Regions from separate parts of the Sus scrofa genome. Here regions 1, 2, 3 and 4 are each linked to region 5. The links are chromatin contacts, called in public Hi-C and promoter capture Hi-C maps. All regions are on one chromosome and are shown on one strand. The core of a region is the stretch at or near the end of the contact, and the rest is flanking DNA. Distances in the headings are between cores, read along the strand shown. Region 1 holds the start of CHMP4B (charged multivesicular body protein 4b). Region 2 holds the start of DYNLRB1 (dynein light chain roadblock-type 1). Region 3 holds the start of ZNF341 (zinc finger protein 341). Region 4 holds the start of E2F1 (transcription factor E2F1). Region 5 holds the start of EIF2S2 (eukaryotic translation initiation factor 2 subunit 2).

Evidence for each region. Promoter capture Hi-C pulls out the DNA fragments that hold promoters and counts their contacts. A called contact is a pair of places that touch in the nucleus more often than the background predicts.
Region 1: a contact with region 5 is called in a promoter capture Hi-C map of liver, with 5 times the contacts expected there. The contact joins the promoter of CHMP4B here to the promoter of EIF2S2 in region 5. A contact is called at or near these places in 3 of 5 promoter capture datasets (fetal liver, fetal skeletal muscle and liver), 7 of 47 Hi-C or Micro-C datasets (embryonic fibroblasts, heart right ventricle, liver and 1 more) and 1 of 2 datasets of contacts at active chromatin or transcription factors (alveolar macrophages).
Region 2: a Hi-C map of skeletal muscle shows a contact between it and region 5, with 4 times the contacts expected there. The contact joins the promoter of DYNLRB1 here to the promoter of EIF2S2 in region 5. A contact is called at or near these places in 1 of 47 Hi-C or Micro-C datasets (skeletal muscle) and 1 of 2 datasets of contacts at active chromatin or transcription factors (alveolar macrophages).
Region 3: a contact with region 5 is called in a Hi-C map of liver, with 4 times the contacts expected there. The contact joins the promoter of ZNF341 here to the promoter of EIF2S2 in region 5. A contact is called at or near these places in 4 of 47 Hi-C or Micro-C datasets (heart right ventricle, liver and skeletal muscle) and 1 of 2 datasets of contacts at active chromatin or transcription factors (alveolar macrophages).
Region 4: a contact with region 5 is called in a promoter capture Hi-C map of fetal liver, with 4 times the contacts expected there. The contact joins the promoter of E2F1 here to the promoter of EIF2S2 in region 5. A contact is called at or near these places in 1 of 5 promoter capture datasets (fetal liver) and 1 of 2 datasets of contacts at active chromatin or transcription factors (alveolar macrophages).

What each region holds. Positions count from the first base shown.
Region 1 is chr17:37,283,992-37,286,691 of Sscrofa11.1, reverse strand. It overlaps CHMP4B (charged multivesicular body protein 4b), which reads right to left and starts at 1,270. Exons shown (of 5, transcript XM_003134402.6): 1 at 918-1,270. The coding sequence starts at 1,107.
Region 2 is chr17:37,922,054-37,924,816 of Sscrofa11.1, reverse strand. It overlaps DYNLRB1 (dynein light chain roadblock-type 1), which reads right to left and starts at 1,345. Exons shown (of 4, transcript NM_001190180.1): 1 at 1,304-1,345. The coding sequence starts at 1,306.
Region 3 is chr17:37,222,641-37,225,340 of Sscrofa11.1, reverse strand. ZNF341 (zinc finger protein 341) reads right to left here and starts at 1,382. Exons shown (of 16, transcript XR_002339879.1): 1 at 1,243-1,382.
Region 4 is chr17:37,188,850-37,191,718 of Sscrofa11.1, reverse strand. E2F1 (transcription factor E2F1) reads left to right here and starts at 1,601. Exons shown (of 9, transcript XM_021077692.1): 1 at 1,601-1,605; 2 at 1,661-1,772; 3 at 1,897-2,289. The coding sequence starts at 1,601.
Region 5 is chr17:37,568,967-37,571,666 of Sscrofa11.1, reverse strand. It overlaps EIF2S2 (eukaryotic translation initiation factor 2 subunit 2), which reads left to right and starts at 1,398. Exons shown (of 9, transcript XM_001929150.6): 1 at 1,398-1,573. The coding sequence starts at 1,559. It also overlaps a transcript of ASIP not described here.

The DNA of each region.
Region 1 (2,700 bases), core at 21-2,520, 280 kb after region 5:
TGGTTCACTCTCACATTGCCGTAACAACGAGAAAAATCAAATATTTCTAAACTGCTTTATCGTTATTAACACTTTTTCACCTAAGAATACAAAGCACTTGCCCAGAAAGCCATACAACAGGAAGTGCCTCAGAGTTCCTTATCCCCGCCCTCAATCACAGAAGTAGGGACTGGGGGAGGAGTCGGGGCCAACGGAGGAATGGAATCCTTATTTCTGGTACACCGGGATCAGGAAGCCGTGAGTCACCGCGTGAAGGCTTGCGCTACGTGAAACTCTGATAAAACCTGGTTATGAGGAAACCAGAGGTGAATCACAGAGCTGGAAGGCACTTTAGGCCCCATGGAGGTCAAACCCTGGCTGATGGATGGGAGAAATGAACCTCAAGAGGAAAAGTAACTTGCTCAAGTTCATTCAGCAAGTGAACAGGGGACCTCCTCTCCTCCCAGTTCCTTTTTCTCTCCATTCAGGAGGCTTCTAAAGGAGAATTCTGAGTCAGGGGGATGGGGAGAGAGGCCAGGGACAGCTCATGGATTCCCCAGAGGGGTTGGCAGAGGGTAGGAGTGGGACAGGAAGGACACAAGTGTTAGAATGGAGGGCAGAAAGGAGACAAGAAGGAGGCGGCGGCAGTATCTGGGAAGCTGGGTGAGGACAGACCAGAGGGAGGGGGAAATGTGGAGGAGAAAGGAACAGAGTGAGGACGAAGGAAGTGCTGTGAAACGAGGGTCTGAAAGGGCCTGGCAGAGTGGGGAGAGCCTGGGAGAAGAGGGCTGGAATGACAGTCTAATGAAGAAGTCCAGGGGGCGACACTGAAGGGAGTCTGACCGGGTAAGAGGTCCAGGATCCGAGCAAACACTAGCGCGAGTCTGGCGAAGGTGGAGTCCAGGCCAGGGAAGTCTGAGGGGGCCGGGCCAACTCACCGCGCTTGTTTTTAGTGCCGTGCTTCTTGGCGGCCGTCAGTTCCTGTTCGATCTTCTTCTCCAGGAATTCCTGTTTCTTACTTAGCATCTCCTCTGTGTCCCGCAGTCTCTGGATGGCCTCCTGGGGGGTCGGGCCGCCCTTGCCGGCCTTACCCCCTCCAGCCCCGAACAGCTTCCCAAACACCGACATGGTTGCTGCTCGCCGCGCCGGCCTGCGCCGCCCGCTTCGGCTCGGCTCGGCTCGGTTCCGGCGCCTGCTCCCAGCCCTGCTGCTCCCTGCCGCCGCAGGCCTCTTCGCCACCTCCGCCCCGCAGCTGGGCCCGGCCGAGCCACCTCCCACAGGCCCCCACGCCCGGCCCGGCCGGCGTCAGGGAAACACGCCGTGGACTACAACTCCCGAAGGGCAACGCGCGGGCCATGCCTCAAATTTAATGGAAGGAGGTGCGCTGCATGCTGGGAGACTGTAGTCTTCCGGCTTCAGGAGCTCTACGACGCATTTTTTTGGTCTAGCTAGAGTCAAAGGGCGAGATGGCATGCTGGGAAATGTAGTCTTCTTGGAACCAGCTCTGTAGAGGTAGAACAGGAAATGAGTAGTTTATAAAACAGTAATTAACGTTATGCACATTCTGTGATCCAGGCATTGTGAAAAATGCTTTACATTCATTATTACATTAAATTCTCACACGCCTATGAGAGATAATACTGTTAATTTTGTAGGTGAGTAACCAAGACTCAGAAATTGAGGGACTGATTAGCTTAACTTAGACGTATCTTCGCATATGCTGTTCCTCTACCTGCAGTGCCTTTCTACTCTTTATTCACCTAACAGGTTCTTCGAAACCTAGTAGAGGCTTAAGGCAAAGCTAGACTGCAAATGTTCAAAACTCACCTTGAATACTTACTTAGGCGCGTTACTTGCCCTATTCTCCGTACTTGCCTTTTCAAAACTGTAAACTGGAGATAACAACAGGACCACCTACAAGCCTGTGTGAGATAGGAATGTCAAGTGCTTATTTGGCATAGGCCTGGGTCATCATTATGCACAACAGCAATTAAACCAGGAGAAGACTCAAAACTTTCTTTTTTTCTTTTTTTTTTTTTTTTTTTTTTTTTTTTTTTTTGTCTTTTTTTGTCTTTCTAGGGCCTCACCCGAGGCACATGTAGGTTCCTAGGCTAGTGGTAGATTCGGAGCAGCAGCTGCCAGCCTAAACCACAGCCACAGCAATGCCAGGTCCCAGCCATGTCTGCGACCTACACCACAGCTCGAGGCAACGCTAGATCCTTAACCCACTGAGTGAGGCCAGGGATCAGACCCGCGTCCTCATGGATACTAGTCAGATTCGTTTCTGCTGAGTCACGACAGGAACTCCAGAATTTTCAAAAGTAGCAGAGGTATTTAGGATTTTCATGTGTATGTAGCTGCATTACACGACATTGTTTTTCCTTGTCTATTGCTGTCAAGAATCACTTCTCCATCCATTAGCAATGAGGCTGTAATAGCCAATACTTCCCCCAAGCCCACCAATCTAATTTGCCACTTCCAATCTTTTGCATATGTTAGTCTTGTATGAAAACAAAAAGTAAACCTGTTCTGAGTGACGATGTGAAGTGCTCTTCAATGAAGAAAATCATGGCTTCTTTTTTATTCCTTCCTGGACTCTCTTGCTTAGAAACAGTTTCAAATAAATGAGCCTAACTGAACTTTTCCTCTGTTATTTCACATAACCGAGTCTTGTCTCTTCCCTAGATTATTATCTACATGAAGACAAAAACATGCCTCAGA
Region 2 (2,763 bases), core at 96-2,595, 350 kb before region 5:
AACTACATATACTTTCTACGTTACAAACTTTGGTACTGCTTCAATTTGTTGAAATGTGCATCTAAATATATTTTGCTTTCATGAGTAGAAGCACACAATAGCATGGTAGAAGTTGCAGGAAGCTACTATTAGTGTAAGAAAAAGACAGGACATATATACATGCTGGTATACATATAAAAGGAACTAATGTTTCTAAAGGAGATTGAAGCTGGGTATCAAGGTTTGGTGGAAGATTTATTTTCACTTAGATCCTTTCAGATGCTTTTTTGTTTTTACTGTGTGCAGTTATTATCTGCTAAAAGTCAATTTCTTTTACAGTTTAAAAAGTGATATGAATGATAAAGTTACCTCATCTAGTCTATAAACTAGCTAACTATAAACTATAAATAGCTGTATCTATTCTACATACAGCTAAACTATATAAAGCAAAAACTGACGAAAACAAAACAAGTAATCTGCCTAATTATAAGTCGTTACCTCCAGGTATGGTACTGTTTCTTATTCCCTTTCAATTTTTCTTTTAGGCTTTAAATTCTTAAATACGATTTTTTAAAACCATTCACATGGTTTAACGTTCAAAAGCTCTTTCCAAGTTGTTGTTTTTTTTGTTTTGTTTTGTTTTTTACAAGTTGGGAGGATTAAAAACACAAGAAACCAAACCTGTAAAGGCATAAAGAGCCCACAGTTCCAGTCAGCAAGGCAGGAACCACAAGGGTGGATCCCGCTCGTTTCTGACTCATGCACCATTTCTCAACGGCTCGAAAGAATCACACAGAAAGGCAGCAGTCAAGTGTCTAGGGTTCAAGTCCATCTCCGTCATTTACTGGGGCAGGGCACTTAGTTTCACCGGGTTTTACATCCCGAGTGTGTAATACAGGGATAATGGTCGTACCTACTTCACAGAGCTACGGTGAGGAGGCAGGCCAGGGTATGTAAAGCGTATAGCAGTGTCTGGCACGAATTAAGTTTCTAGAAAATATAATCACTATTGTTGTTATAGCTCAACAAGGCCAAGGTTGCTAGGATGCAGGGGCCCGTGTGCCCAGCTCCGTCAATCCTTCCCCGTGGCACCAGCAACTACTTCCGGTCAAGGGACCACTGGATCCGGTGGCCCCGCCTCGGCCCCCTCGGTCCGAGTCAGGAGGCCCGCGCCGCCCCGGTTCCGCCCTCCAGACTGCTTCGGTCCGGCGCGCCCAGCCCCGCGGATGCCGCCCGGGAGGATGGACCTCTGGGCTGAGGGTGGTGGGAGGTCGTGGTTGGCCACCTCCCGGCCGCTGGCCACAAGCTCCCAGCAGATACTCACCATCTCGGACCGATCCTGTAGCTCCTCGTCGCCGGCCTTCAGCCCAGTCCCGGAGCTTCTCTGCGCCTGCGCACAGCTCCTGTCAAAGCGGACAGGCTCGGTAGCCTATCAGGAGCCAGCAGGCGGGTAGGCGGATCCTGGGGAATTGGCCCAGTGCTGTCCGCGAACAGCAAAGTAGCAATCCAGCTATGGAAAATTCCCAGCTCCAGCTATGCCGAAAAGAGGCAAGTTGGCTTTGTTGGAAGAGGCTTTCAACACTTAACCGAGGCCTGAGCTAGCTCTGGAGGTCCTGGGTGTAGGGTGGGGAGAGACTCTGAAGGAGTGGGTGTTGCTGATATCCACTTTGCTCCCGAATTGAGGCAAGGCGAGGCTCCGAGCCAAAATGCGCTAAAAAGTCCGAAATTCGAACTGGAGCCAAGAATCCATAGGGTCTCGTGAGCGACTCCCCCGGATTCCATGAGGGCACTGAGGTAAAGTGGTCGGGGCTAGCCTGGGAGTCTTTTAGTCTTAGAACCTCTAGCTCAGGGCCGCCCTTGTGTTGCCTTAGAGAAGCCACTTCAAATTTCTGTAGTCCCTCATTTGCTCACCTTTAAAAGGGGGACCCTTCTTCCTAGAGCCCTATGTTAAGTTTTCCACACAAAAAAATTCTGGGTTCTCTAGCAGGAAATAATTTGCTAAGACAACTGCCATTTAGTGAACCTTGTGCTATGTTACTGGGCTTACACCCACTCTATCTCCTGTAGCCTCAGCTTAAAGTTTCTTGGAGGCACTGGAGCTTGCTGAATTCAAGCTCCAAACTTTCATTCCACTGTCGCCTCGTTCAGTTGAGTAAGGATTTGGTTTTCCTTCCAGGGGCGTCTGCATGTTAAGAAGATTGAATAGTGACTTTATGGTGAAGAAACTTGGGAGACACCATCATAACCAGAGGATCAAGGTTAACATAACTGGTTATGGGATATACTAATATGTGCCCTCTGATAATCTTGCAAAGGGCACTTTACATCTGTGGTGTTTTTCACAAAAATCCATGGCCTTAACCATGAGAAAACATTAAACCAAACTTGAGGGACTCTATAAGGTACCCAACCAATACTCTTCAAAAAATGTCAAAGTCACACACACACACACACAAAAAGAACTGGAGTTCCCGTCGTGGCGCAGTGGTTAACGAATCCGACTAGGAACCATGAGGTTGCTCAGTGGGTTAACAATCCAGCGTTGCCATGAGCTGTGGTGTAGGTTGCAGACGCGGCTCGGATCCATCGTTGTTGTGGCTCTGGCATAGGCTGGTGGTTACAGCTCCAATTGGACCCCTAGCCTGGGAACCTCCATATGCCGCGAGAGCGGCCCAAGAAAATGGGAAAAAGACAAAAAGACCCAAAAAAAAAAAAAAAAAGTCAAAGTCTGGAAAGACAAGGAATGAATGAGAACTGTCACAGATTGAAAGAGACTGAGAAAAG
Region 3 (2,700 bases), core at 133-2,632, 350 kb after region 5:
AACACTGCTAATCCCATTGCTCCACAGCGGAAACTCCTATAATTTGGTAAACTCTAATTCTATAATTTCTCTCTGTGCCTCACCTCCCTGAAGCTCAAGCTTTCCAGATGGGGGCAGGAATACACATTTCATGCTGAGAACTCTGATCCTCCAAGTAGAGACAAGACTGAGACCTGGCCAGTGCAGGACTCAAAGCCTCAGCCACATACCACCAGTCTAGCCTATTTTCGGTACCTGCACTACCTCTGTGTATACATATCTCATGCCTCCAAAAACATTCTTGAGTCTGTGGCCCCCCAGCATCAAGCTGGCCATGGCCCTGGATCCGAAGAGGCTTCCTCTCCAACTCCCAGAAGGCACACAAGGACACTCTCAGTGTCTTCCTGTCTCCAAAGCTCACAATTCCCAGAGCAACCACAATGTTGGCATCCATCCTTTCTTGCTCTGAGTTTATAAAACTCTGCACGCCGAAATGGTCCACAAAGTAGGTACCCAGAGTTTGCTGGTTTCTGTCGGTGAGCACCGAGGCCAACCTTGCACAAAGGTGGCGCTGATCCTTTCCTTCTGAATTGGACACTATGTCTGAGCCCAAACCACACAGTTGGCGCTCAATACAAGTTCTTCACGGCCAGGACACCTGGCCCGGCCCCTCCAACCCCGCACCGCTTCTGTACCACCGTCCCTCTGGGGGCAGCCATTCCCAGGCCTCCCTTCAGCAGCGCAGCCTCCCCCGGTTCCAGACCCGGCGGGGCTTCTTCCTCCCCGCAGCTGCTCCCTCCAGGAAGCCTTCTCTACCCCCACCCCGGCAACAGCCCGAGGCCCGGGAGGCTGCCGCTGTTCCGGCCCGAGACCGCCTTCCCCCCCGCGCTGCGCCAGCCTTCTCCGGCTGTTCCGGTCCCAGTGCTTCCCCCCCACCCCAGGGCCTTCTCTCCCCCGCTGTTACTGTCCCGTTGCCCCTCCCCGTCGGGCTTCAGCTCCCGCGGCTGTTCCGATCCTGAGGCGCCCCCCCCATCACCGCTGCGCCTCAACTCGGCTGCTGTTCCGGCCCCGCTGGCCCCTACCCCCGCCGGCCCTCGGCTCCCGCGGCTGTTCCCATTCGTGCCCCTCCCGCCCCGCTGCTCTTCCGGCCCTGGCGCCCTCCGCCCCGCGGCCGCCACGCGCCCTGGGCCCGGCGCTGCGAGGGCGCGGCGGGAGGGGGCGCAATTCGGAACAGCCGCCTCCCCCGGCCTCGCCGCGGCTCACCCTCCAGGGCCTCGAAGATCGTCTGCGCCATCTTGGAGCTGCCGCTGCCACCAGAGCCCGAAGCCCGGCTGCGCGAGCATTGTGGGAGCCGAGGCGGCGGCGGCGAGAACGGGGCCGCCAGGGGGCGCCCGGGAGCCGCCGCTGAAACTCGGGCACCCCAATTGGGAAAGCCAGTAATGGCCTCACAGGACCCCCACCATCCTGGGGCTACCCCAGTCCCGCCTAAATGACCCAGCCACCGGCGCCCATTGACCCCATCCCTGCCTCACTTGAACCCCCGACTCTGCACATCGACCCCATCCCTGCTGTACACAGGGACCTCCCAGTTTTCTGGACCTCCAGCCCCACAACACCGGACGTGACCCTCAACTCTGTGATACAGACCTCCGTCCTGCTGCGTGAGACCCTCCCCAACTCTGCGACACGGACCGAATATTTGCACCGCACACAGAACCCTCGCCTGTGCAAACCAACCCCATTCCCATCTTACGCATCTCACCAACGCCCCCATCTCCACTTTAATACAGGACTCCTGCTCCAGCTGTGTAACACGGATTCCCATCCCTTATCATAGGCTTCTCATTCCCTCCTCCCTCAGTGACCATCTCTAACTATTGGAAGCCACCAACTTCTCCTCACATGACCCCCATCTCTGCCTGGTCTTAATCCCCTGTCACTTCAAGAGATTTCCGTTACAGAAACCTCCATTTCCGCCTTTTGGGAACCTTCATTCCCTCTATACACGGACTTTCTCCCCTGCTTCTTGGAAACCCTATTTCTGTTACATAAACTCCCAATGCCCACCTCAGCACCACTCTGGCCAGCCTCAGAGAAAGCCCATCCAGGTCTCCCAAAAATCCTCCTGCCCCTCATTTGGATCCCCCATCATCTTTTTTTATGCTTCATCAGCTCCTCATTGAGGACCTACTAAGTCCTATAGTAACTCCAGGAGTACAGTGGTCCTTTTCCATGGAGTTAGGAGTGGGGGGAAGCAAATAGACATTACGTTTTGAAAATTAGGTCAGGACAAGTTGTGATGTAGTTTCAAAGTATGTACACTTGGGCCACAAAGAAGTGTTGAGGTGTGCATGGGGGTAGCTGTGCCAGCAATGACAATCTCTCCCATGGGCATGGCCATATCCTCCTACAACTGGACTACCATGGATTTGACTCTAAACATCTCATTCTTTTTTCTTAAATACATGTTTTAGCCTCATTCAAAGCAATAATCAAAAAACCACATCTTCAGTTTCTAAATAGATAACTCCTAAAATTAAAAAAAAAAAAGTTAAAACTCCACTGTCATTGTAGAACACTGCAAGCTCCTGTTCCTGATAAATTGCCTCGAAGATCCTCTGACTAAAGGCCCATTTCTACTGTGAACTCCACGTCCTGTTCTGAACACCACTCCCCACCCCAAACAGCACCCCTCCCCTTCCTAGTCCCCCTTGCGCAGCT
Region 4 (2,869 bases), core at 352-2,851, 380 kb after region 5:
GGCCTTCTCGTTGCATTCTCTGTGGCCTCCAGCATCAGTCTCTGTTTCTTTTATAACCCCTCTCAGTTCCTGCTCTGAACCAGACCAGTGTTGGGAAGAGGCCCTACTGGAGCTCCCAGTTGAAAGAGGAAGCAGATAGAGAAGTCCAGTGTGCAGTCAGTGCTGGGCAAGGGAAGAAGTAACTCCAGTACCAGAGGGCTCCCTGGAAGAAGTGATATTTATACTGTGGCCTAGGGATCTCATTCTTTATTATTATTATTATTATTTTTAGTACTAAATCTTATTTTTTTATTACTCAATGAATTTATCACATCCGTAAGGGATCTCATTCTTGATTGCATCTTAGCTACCTTTTATTGTTTGTTTCACTTTTGGCCACCCTGAGGCATATGGAGTTCCAGGCCAGGAATCAGATCTGAGCCACAGTTGCAACCTACACCACAGCTGTGGTAAGTCCGATCCTTTAATCCACTGTGCCAGGCTGGGAATAGAATCTACATCCTGGCACTACAGAGATGACACCGATCCCATTGTGCCACAGAGGAAACTCCAGCTACTTTTTTTTTGATGGGCCCATCCCCACCAGATGGCAGGCAAGTTCATAGAAATTATCAAGCCTTTCACATATCTGCCCTCAGCGCTGGCACAAAGCCTGGCACAGAGGAGAGGACAATATAACTCAAATCAGCTGAACTGAGCAATGAGAAGTGGCTGATGGGGAGGTCCTGTGGCCTCTGGTTGCTCAGCACACTCACCTCCTCCCTTTGTAAAATCTAACATGGAATTACCTTAATAGTTGAAATCTGTGTCATATGTAAACATTTGTTACCTCAGTTTCCCTCCAGCCCCTTTCACTAAACTGTTAGATCCTTAGGGCCAGGAGTCAAGAAGGGGGCACAGAGCAGACTCTCAAAACATTTGTTGGGGTTCCCAAAGTGGCTCAGCGGAAATGAATCCGACTAGGAACCATGAGGTTGTGGGTTCGATCCCTGGCCTTGCTCAGTGGGTTAAGGATCCAGCGTTGTGGTGAGCAGTGATGTAGGTGGCAGACAGGTCTCAGATCTGATGTTGCTGTGGCTGTGGCCTTGGCTGGCAGCTACAGCTCTGATTTGACCCCCAGCCTGGGAACCTTCCAGGGGGTACCCTAAAAAGCAAAAAAAAAAAAAAAAAAAAAAAAAAAAGGTTTGTTGAATGAACGAAGGAATCAGTTCAAGCAGAAGCTGTGCTTTGGTTGTTGAAGCGATTCCAGCTACAGGAGGCTTTGGAGAAAAGCCCCAAGCTGTACTGGGTCAGACATTCCTCTCCATTTTCTGGCAACTCCTTCTGCTTGTGCTCTGGGTGGAAGGGATAAGGTGGGCGCAGGATTTGAAAGTAAATGGCATTGGTGGGGCAAGTTGAGGAAAGATGTGGCTGGGGTTTTGTAGGTGGGCTTGAGATCCTGGAAAAGAGAAACTGCGTTTGCAGTTTCTAGAGTTATGGCCTGAGGGTGTTGGAGCACCCACAGGTGGGGGTTCTGGGAGGTCACGTGGGGTCTGTGGATAGCGATCTGTGCACAACACACGTTCTGTTGTAAAAGCCTCCACTAAAGGGTATCAACAGGATGGGGTGCGTCGAAGAGGGGGTGGGGCCACCACTCCCCACACAGGGCCGTCCCCTCTAGGGGCGGGGAGTGCGAACGCGCCTGGCACCGCCCCGACAAAGCCTGCGCGCGCCCCATCCTGCGATTGGCGGTGCTTCCTCGCGCCGCCGCCCCGTCCCGCCCTCCGCCGCCGGTCCGGCGCGCTGCAACCAATGGGCGCCGTCGCCGTCGCCTCCGTCACAGCCAGGACAGCCAATAGGCGCAGCGCTCGGCGGCTCGTGGCTCTTTCGCGGCAAAAAGGATTTGGCGCGTAAAAGTGGCCGGGACTTTGCAGGCAGCGGCGGCCGGGGGCGGAGCGGGATCCGGAGCGGGATCGAGCCCTCGCCTCGGCCTGCTGCCATGGGCCCGCGCCGCCGCCGCCGACTGCCACCCGGGCCGCGCGGGCCGTGAGCGCCATGGCCGTGGCCCCCGCGGGCGGCCCATGCGCGCCGGCGCTGGAGGCCCTGCTCGGGGCCGGCGCGCTGCGGCTGCTCGACTCCTCGCAGATCGTCATCATCTCCACCGCGCAGGACGCCAGCGCCCCAGCGGCCCCCGCCGGCCCCGCCGCGCCCGCCACCGGCCCCCGCGACCCCGACCTGCTGCTCTTCGCCACGCCGCAGGCGCCCCGGCCCACCCCCAGCGCGCCGCGCCCCGCGCTCGGCCGCCCGCCGGTACGGACACCAGGGACACTGGGCCAAGTGCGCTGCCTGGACCCCGGCGTAGACCCGGGCGGGGCGCTATGTTTGGCCTGGAGGCGGCGAGGGCGGGGGAGGGTGGGTTGAGGCGCCCAGGCTGGGCGGTGCCGAGCTTGGGTTGGGCCTTCGGGCTCCGCCCCGGGGTGCAGGGTGACCTCGGGCCAGTCCTTGTTTGCTCCTCTGTGCTCTGGGCCTCAGCTTCTTCGCTGGAGCCTGTCTAGGGTCAGACTCAATGATAATAATGGCCCACGTGTATTCAGCTGTTGCTGACTGCCTGCCAGGCCTCTGGCAGACTTCAAGGCAGCTAAAACTCACATCCATGCTGTGAGCTAGCTCTGTGTTGTCACTGTGCCCATCTGAACTGTGCCCAGAGAGGGGAAGTGGCTTGCCCCCTGGTCACAAGGCTGCAAGTGGGATTTGAACTGAGGCCTGCTGGCTTCAGACCAGAACTTGTGGCTGGATGGTGGGCACGGCTGCTTGGGGAAGTCAGGGGAAAGTTCTGGGACCAGAAAGTTGAAGGGCCATTGAGGAGACCCTCCTTCCTGCCTGGATGCTG
Region 5 (2,700 bases), core at 149-2,648:
CTTTATAGAACATAATTTCACAAGACACCAATATCAGACAAAACCACTCTGTGACCATGATGGATCAAGACAAAACCAACACCACTCTATAAGCATGTCTGAACACAAACAAAAAATAACATTGTCCCAACCATAAGAGGGGCTGCTCCTTTTAAACCAATCATAGCTTTAGCCACTCTTGGTTCTTCTCCACTTTTAGATAAGAACTATTAAAACACCCCATCCTTGGAGTTCACGTCATGGCTCAGTGGTTAACGAACCCAACTAGCATCCATGAGGATGCGGGTTAATCCCTGACTCGCTCGTGAGTTAAAGATCTGGTGTTGCTGTAAGGTGGGGTGTAGGTCACAAACTTGGTTCGGATCCTGCGTTGCTGTGGCTGTGGTGTAGGCCGGCAGCTGCAGCTCTGATTAAACCCCTAGCCTGGGAACTTCCATATGCCACAAGGGTGGCCATAAATAGAAAAAAAATACCCCGTCATAGAAATACCACCATCTCCTAATAGCATCCAATCCAGAGAGAAGGGCTGCTTCCTTGTACCCTCCCCCAAATTACCTACAAAAGCCCCTCCAAAAGAACTCCTATGAATTCTTTCTAGCACCCTCTTCCTGAGATGCCCCTCTGTGCCTCATGGTGTGCCTCCCCTCCTTGCAAGAAGACAAAAGGCCCAGCTTTGTTCAAATTCAGGGGTGTTCTCCGTGGTCTTTGGCTGTAGGGCACTGACAACAGTGAGAGCCTGCTGAAGGGTAACTGCTATTATTATGTGTCAAGGGGAACTGCATCCACAGGGTTCAAGCAGAGACTTCACAAACAAGGATTTTGATGTTTCCTGACATATGCCTCTTGCCAAGCCGTTTCTCCTCTCCCGTCTACAGGGAGAAGGCTTTTGGTTTCCGACCTCCCAAGCTGAAATCCAGCCTGTTGGGTTAGATTTCTCATGAAGTACAACCCCTTAGAGAGGTGCGCACCTTTAGCCCCAACTTAGAGTTTCTCAAAGACTAGAACACTCCAGAGGGGGCATGATGGAGCTATCAGAGAAAACTAAAGCCCCAACAAATTCATATTACTGAGTGCCTTACCCACCACCCTGACCCAGGAGGAACTGCCCCGAATTCACTCCACAAGCAAGGCAGAACTGCACAGTTCCGTACGCCTGGAAAAACTGAAGTAAAAGTCACTACCGGGGAAATGGAACCTTCCTGCCCCGCTGCCTCAGACGTCGCGCACGCGCACGGGTCGCTGGGCGGCCGCCGCGCAGGCGCCCTCCTCTCCCGGGCGGACTACAAGTCCCGGCTTGCCTGGCGCTGGAACGTCGCCTGGTAACTCGCGCCAGTCGGAGCGAATTAGGTCGGCTTCTCCGCGCGCCTGCGCGTTGGCGGGCTCTGCGCAGGCGCATTTCTAACGCTTGCGAGGAGAGGGCGGGGTGTCGTTCCCTTTCGCTGATGCAAGATCCTAGTGCGGTGGTGAGAGAGGTATCGGCAGGAGCAGCTCTGAAGCCGGGGTCTGAGGCTGACCCGTCCGACTTTCCGTCTGTGTTGAGCCCACTCGAGCCGCAGCCATGTCCGGGGACGAGGTGAGGGCCTGAGGCTGGCGCTAGGGCTAAGGACCGAGGCAGGGAGCCAAACTCACCCCAGTGTGGGAGACCGGGCCTGCGGCCTAGCGACCGGCCGCCGCCATGTGGGGCTGCCGGGCCTAGGCGACCCTGAGCGGTAGAGCCGGTTAGAGCCCCGGAGCCGCGGCTTGGCTTAGCCCCGCTCTCGTCAGGGCGGCGGCGCTGAGGCCGGCGTTTCCGGATTGGAGAGCACGTTGAGTCGCTCTCCAGAAGAGGGCTTGAATGTTGGGTTAATGCCCCAGCTGAACGAGACTGGGACTGGCAGCCCCAGCATTTCTTTCGGTTTGACGCTTCAGCTCCAGCTCTCCCTCGCTGGGCGCTGGTGGTGCCGAGAGGAACGTCTCGGAGCGTCTTCGTTTAAAACTTTGCAGCCTGGCTTGTCCTACCCCTCATCCACTCCTTTTCTCATCTAGAGCGTTATTAATAACTTTTCTTTTTAAAGACCGGGAAGCGAGGGAGATAGGAAAAGATCTTTCAGCCTGAAAAAGTGATTAACCTCGGAAAGTTTTAGGGCCTGAGTCCCTGAGCCTTTCTCAGCAGAGCTCACTGCGACGTCAGCGGGAAGTTCGGGCTCCGAAGCTGCCTGGATCTTTTTCTACTATCGTCCTTGTAACTCAGCACATTTCCTCAAATCCCTTTTGGCTAGATTTATCTCGGTTTATATAAAACCAGACTTAAAGTGAAATTTGACTTTAAGTGCTATCCGTAGTTATTAACACTGAGGGAAGAGCTACCGCTTACCGGCCAGCTTTCTCCACCAAAAAAAAAAAAAAATCTCTTGAGTTTATAATTCACTGTAAACATTCCGAGTGCTTGGCCTCTAAGGCGTTGTAGAGAAGGAAAAAGAAAAATTCGAGGCTTTTTTGAGTTTTGGCTTTAAGGTGGGCCTTGGAAATGCTTTAAATTTCCTCAAGTAGTGGGAAGGCCTGAAGCCAGGGCAAGGGAGTGGTTAGGGCAAGTAAGTGTGCTTACAAAATATAGTGTATTCTCCAATTGGGTTAGAGTTAATCCGTTGAAATATAGATACTGGCTAGTTCATAGAGAGATTTGAAGACCAAATTAAGGAATTTGGATCTTGTTCGGAGGTG